Regions from separate parts of the Capsicum annuum genome. Here region 2 is linked to region 1. Evidence: chromatin contacts called from public Hi-C data. All regions are on one chromosome and are shown on one strand. The core of a region is the stretch at or near the end of the contact, and the rest is flanking DNA. Distances in the headings are between cores, read along the strand shown.

Region 1 (3,058 bases), core at 404-2,903:
CATCATGTCTATGCAATGAAAATAACCTTACAAATCTCATTCTAGAGCTAACACTTATAGCTGATCCACCAATTTTCAAACTAAATTTAATCAAAATTTCCAGACACTTAAAATTATATGTCATTTCCGAGATTTTTATAGCAGGAAGTATAAAATTTCATGTTTTGAAATGTATTTTAGATTATTCTAACGGATTGATTAAAAAAACAAAAGTGAAATAAAGTTAATTCTCAGAATTCTACTTCGAATACGTCAGATCATATTCCAAAAATTCAGAATTAAGTGAATCACATACTCATTGCCTTCAAAAATCAACCCGATTGATAGAAAATTCGGAGCTAAGTAAAAAACACAGAATTATTTCCTTCAAAAATCAAACTGATCGACCAAAAAAATACATGAAAATAAAATTAATACTCAGAATTCTACTTGGAATACATGAAATCAAATTCCAAAAATGCAGAGCTAAGTAAATCACAGACTTAGTACTATAAAAAATCGAACAGATTGACCAAAAAAACATGAAAATAATGTCAATAATCCAAATTCTACTTCGATAAGCTAAATCAAATACAAAAAATTCAGAATTAACTGAATCACAGACTTACTGCCTTCACAAAGCAAAATAAACAGAGAACAGAGATTTATAAAAAAAAAAAAATCGCCGTAACACAAATTCAGTTATCATTGTTCAGAAAATCACTTCAAATCATTGTAAAATCAAAATTAAAAAGATGGGCAAAAAAGGAGAAATTGAGAGAATACATGAATTTGTATTTGAAAATGGCGCCGAATTTTTGAATCCTCGACTCATCACTGCTCTTTCCAGATGCGCAAATGAGTAGCTGGTCTATATATAGTTACGAGTGAGTTGGGCTGGGCTGAAATTTGGTCTGGCCCAGACCAATAAAGTGATGGATCAGTTTTTGTGATAGCAATTGCACCCACTAACCAGTTTCCAAATTATTTAACTTGTAGCCGATTGAGAAACTTTTCATGAAAGCTTTGCTATCAATAGAAATTCTATTCTATGACACCGACTAATATGCGATGAACTCATGTAATACACTTTTTATTCTCACTATTTTTGATATTCTATTGTAAATCTACGTATAATTTTTTTAATTTAAACTAATGTTATGCTAAAAAAGTATAAATCAAATTGAGATACCATGAAGATATCATGAGTGAAAAAAAAAATTACAAACAAACTAATTTTAGATAATGAAATAGATCAATGTCATAAGTGAAAAGAGTTTTACATGCTTGAGACATATTTTTTTTACCTTCAATTCCTCAAGTTTGATTTTTAAACAATTAAACTTATAAAAGTTTATATATTTAGCTATGATTTAAATAGCGGCCCTCAAATCAACTATTTGTACACTTGTTCTAGTTTGTTTCTGTTCAAATTTAATTGATAACAAATATGAAGTTTTAAGAAATAAATTTGACGTTTTTTTTTTTTAAAATAATTATTATCCAATCAAAAGATTTTCATTCTTATACACATTTGACATATTGTTTAAAAGCAAAAAAAGACATACTCTTCTTTTTTTTTTTTTTAATAAAATTTATCATCCAATCAAAAGATTTCCATTCTTATTCTTCTCTTCTCACAAAGTAAAGGATAACTCAATACTTTTTCCTTTTACTCTTTCCCTCACAAAATTTAGCATATCAATTAAGCTAAAAGAGTGAAAGTTGTCTTAATGAATGATAAAGTTATTATCACCAATTAAAAAATCACGAAGTTAAGTCATCAATATAATTTTCTAAAAAAAAAATATAAAGTAATCTAGATCCTTATAGTCTGAAGTAATTTATAATGAGAATTTTAGTGAATTTCGTTGGCTAAAAATAAAATCTGAGAGAAAACTATGAGGAAAAAAGAAAAAGAAGTTACACGTGTTTCAACAAGAAGCACAGATTTCATTGAATCGCCAAAACTCAAATTTTATTCATCCCCACATCACAAATCTTGTTTAGATTCTACAAAATTCCATTCTCTCGTATATAACACCCAACACAAATTTCACTACACACAACAACACACTTTGAATGAACTCAAAACAACCTTAGAACACAAGAACAAATTGGAAGAAAAGTAAGCTAAGTTTCCAGTCTGTTTGAAATGCCCACCATTTATTTGAGCAGAACACCTCCATGTGTTACCCTTTTTCCTTCCAAGATTCATTTTTGCCTTTCAAATTCACCTGTTAATTCATTCTTGTATAGTTTCAAACCCAAAAGATTTCATTTCTTGAAACCATGTTCTTCCTTGAGGGAAACCAAGAAACAGCAGACCCTTTTGAAGACACCAAACAAAACACCTCAGAGTTTAAGGAGGCTGCTTAAAAATGATGATGAGAGTGACAGTGGGTCAGGAGATACTGGTAATGATGCTATTAAAGGTACCATTTTGGCTGGCCTTTTGATTGTCGGTGTCGTTGGGGGATTTGGTACTGTGGGGTACATTTACAAGGACCAGATCAATGCTTTCTTGAATCACTTCTCTGTCTTTATTGAAGGTAATCTCAATTACATTTCAATTTGGATTATAAGTAAACTGCATAAGCTTGTAATGTTAGTGGTTATTTAAAGTATATCTAGATAGCTCTAATGGTTGATGCTTTACTCAAAGAGTCAATGGTGAGAAGCATATTCCCTATTTTTGAGTTCGTACCTGAACTATTACCAGCTATTGTTTACATTGGAATTTGGATTCTAGGTAGGCTACATGAACTTGTAATGCTAGTGGTAACATAATATATATACTCCCTCCGTTTCAAATTGATTGTGTGGTTTGACTTGATACAGAGTTTAAGAAAGTAAACAAGACTTTTGAATCTCGTGGTCTAAGTTAAAAATGTGTCGACTATATTGGAATGCCTTATTTTTGTGGTCTTAAACATGCCACGTGGAAATTTGAAACTAAAGAGTTGCCAAAAGGGAAAAAAGAGGCATTCTTTTTTTAACGGACTAAACAAAGAAAGTAAGATAAACAAATTGAAATGGAGGGAGTACTTCGATAGCCCTATTGATGATAATTCAATAA
Region 2 (3,058 bases), core at 199-2,698, 240 kb after region 1:
TTTTATTTTATTTTATTTTAATGCCACGTTAGCTGTAAGGGTAGAATTTATTCACTTAAGAAAGATTTAGGGGGGTAAATAATTATTTATTAAGTTTAAGTGTTAAAGTAAGTTGTCGGGACAAGTTTAGGGAGGTTTTAATGTATTATTTCAAAAATTTATGAAGTTGAAATTGGAGTAGAAGATGGACTTTAATTTTTAAGAGAATATTCGAGATGGTATTTAAGCATATTCTTCACTTGTTAGAAAAATTTATGAAGTTAGAGTTGAAGATGAAATTTTATTTTGAAAAGAATATTTGGGACGGTATTCATGCTTGAATGTATTTTGAATACACTTCAAAAGTAAAAAGTGGGTTGAAAAATAACCAATAACATGTTTCCAAATTCAAAATACAACTTCAAGTTGAATTTAAAACTTCCATTATAAACTGATATTCAAATAAAGTAAACAATTATTATGAAAAAATATGAATATTTTATATGGCTAAATATCCACGGTAAAACTTCTTTTTTCTTACCCACCTTATCATAAATTGACCTAGAAAAAAACCTAGCGATATATCGAAATTTCGATATTATATATCATGTGAAGTTTGATAAGGAAATCTTATTATATCTTCTTCTTCTTTAATAAACATTCAAATTCCTATCTTGGAACCTTTCTGTGTTGATTATAATTTATACATAAACAAAGTTCGATCGTTATCTTAATATAATTCACACTAAGTAGTGGATAATATATATATATATATATATAAACTATTAAAAGATTTTACTTTGAATTAGGGAATAAAATTTTGTTGCTCACTGTATTTTAATATTGATCGGTACAGAAGGTGAGTCAAAAATGGTATAAGTTGTGAAGCCACATGATAATTTATTCCAATACGATAAAAAAAATGCTATGTCAATTTATTTTAATATAAAAGCTCAACTCAGAAATAAAATATTGTCTACTTGTTTCATGTTGCTCTGATCTCCCTATGCTATCTGGGCCAGGAGCCATGATAAATTGTTGCTTCTTCCTCGTTGTTGATAAGTGTTCCTGAAGAAAGAAATCATAGATGAAAAGAATGTGAGGAAAATTCTCAACTCGAAATGTTAGAAGATATCAAATCAATAGATGTAGAAAGAGCGATAATTTATTCAACGACAGCTGCTCACCGACGAAATTCGTTGATTTTTAGTTAGTGAGAGGTTCAATGACATGTTACGAGCACTAGTCATACCACCCCACACCTCCTCATCTTTCCTCCCCCCCCCAACAAAACCAATTGGACTAAAATGATATAAATCGAAAATTATCATGTAGCAAAATGTCCAACTATAAACTTTAATATAAAACTTATAGGGACTAAAATAGAACACCAGAAACTTCATTCCTTCTACTGACATCCTTAATTCCCAGTGGGTACCACCTTCGCATGCTTAGAGTACTACTCCTTAATGCGACATTTTCTACTTCTTTTCTGCTCACAAAGAATCCAACAAAGCTTTGGTTCATTGATGCACCGCTTGTTCTTTGTTCAACAATGTCGGAAATACTGTCACAAATACACCATTACATCAAATTCTCAGATTTCTCAATTTGCTCGTTTGGGCCAAATTCAGAATTCCCGGAAGGTGTTCGATGAAATGCCCAACAGAACTGTAACTTCTTGGAACTCAATAATCGCTGGGTATTTCCAAAATCAACAACCCCATGAAGCACAGCGTCTTTTTGATCAAATGAGTGAACGGAACATTGTTCTTTGGAATGGGTTAATCTCAGGCTATGTAAAGAATAAGATGGTGAAGGAAGCACGAAAGGTGTTTGACAGAATGCCGGAAAGAAATGTAATTTCTTGGACTGCTATGGTTAGAGGGTATGTTGAGGAGGGGTTGGTGGAGGAAGCGGAAGCATTGTTTTGGCGAATGCCGGAAAAGAATGTAGTGTCATGGACTGTGATGTTAGGTGGGTTGATTCTAGAAAGGAGAATTGATGAGGCTAGACGGCTTTATGATATGATGCCATTGAAGGATATAGTTGTGAGGACTAATATGATTTGTGGGTATTGTCAGGATATAGTTGTGAGGACTAATATGTTAGGTGGGTTGGATGAGGCTCGCGGTCTCTTTGATGAAATGCCGCGAAAGAATGTGGTTTCTTGGACTGCAATGGTGTCAGGATATGCCCAAAATGGTAACCTGGATATTGCTAGAAAACTTTTTGAATTCATGCCTGAGAAGAATGAGACATCATGGACTGCAATTGTGATAAGTTATGTGCAATATGGTAGATTTGAAGAGGCGTGGAAGCTTTTTGAGCTGATGCCTGTTAGAACAACTCCTGTTTGCAATGCCATAATATTTGGAGTAGGACAGAATGGAGAGGTTGCTTAGGCTAGGATGGTGTTTGATCGTTTGATGGAGAAAGATGATGCAACATGGAGTGCAATGATCAAGGTTTACGAAAGGAAAGGATATGAGTTAGAGGCGCTGGATTTATTTCATCGAATGCAAGTAGAAGGGTTTAGGCCAAATTTCCCTTTGTTGATAAGCATACTTTCAATTTGTGCTAGTCTTGCAAGTCTTAATTATGGTAGAGAGGTACATGCACAGTTAATCAGAACCGACTGTGATGATGACGTGTATGTCTCTTCTGTATTAATCACGATGTACATCAAATGCGGTACTTTTGTCATGGCCAAATTAATATTTGATAGATTTTCTCCTAAAGATGTGGTCATGTGGAATTCTATCATAACAGGTTATGCTCAACATGGATTAGGAGACGAAGCTCTTGAAATATTCAGAGAAATGTGTTCCTTAGGTATTACCGCAGACGAGGTTACCTTTGTTGGAGTTTTATCTGCATGCAGCTACACTGGGAAAGTGAAAGAAGGGCAAGAGATCTTTGAGTCCATGAATTCAAAGTATCAGATTGAACGAGGGACTGCACATTATGCTTGCATGGTTGACATGCTTAGTCGAGTTGGCCGGTTGAATGAGGCGATGGATCTGATCAACAATATGACTGTAGAAACAGATGCAATTATTTGGGGTTCTTTGATGGG

Evidence for each region. Hi-C and Micro-C count contacts between places; a contact is called where the count stands out from the background.
Region 2: a Hi-C map of bud shows a contact between it and region 1, with 4 times the contacts expected there. The contact joins the promoter of LOC124885115 here to the promoter of LOC107879659 in region 1. A contact is called at or near these places in 2 of 5 Hi-C or Micro-C datasets (bud and placenta).

What each region holds. Positions count from the first base shown.
Region 1 is chr1:135,102,257-135,105,314 of UCD10Xv1.1, forward strand. It overlaps LOC107879659 (TVP38/TMEM64 family membrane protein slr0305), which reads left to right and starts at 1,654. Exons shown (of 7, transcript XM_047407460.1): 1 at 1,654-2,531. The coding sequence starts at 2,135. It overlaps LOC107856099 (protein PARTING DANCERS homolog), which reads right to left and starts at 820. Exons shown (of 8, transcript XM_047407448.1): 1 at 766-820. The coding sequence starts at 814.
Region 2 is chr1:135,338,752-135,341,809 of UCD10Xv1.1, forward strand. LOC124885115 (pentatricopeptide repeat-containing protein At1g56690, mitochondrial-like) reads left to right here and starts at 1,449. Exons shown (of 1, transcript XM_047407491.1): 1 at 1,449-3,058. The coding sequence starts at 1,449.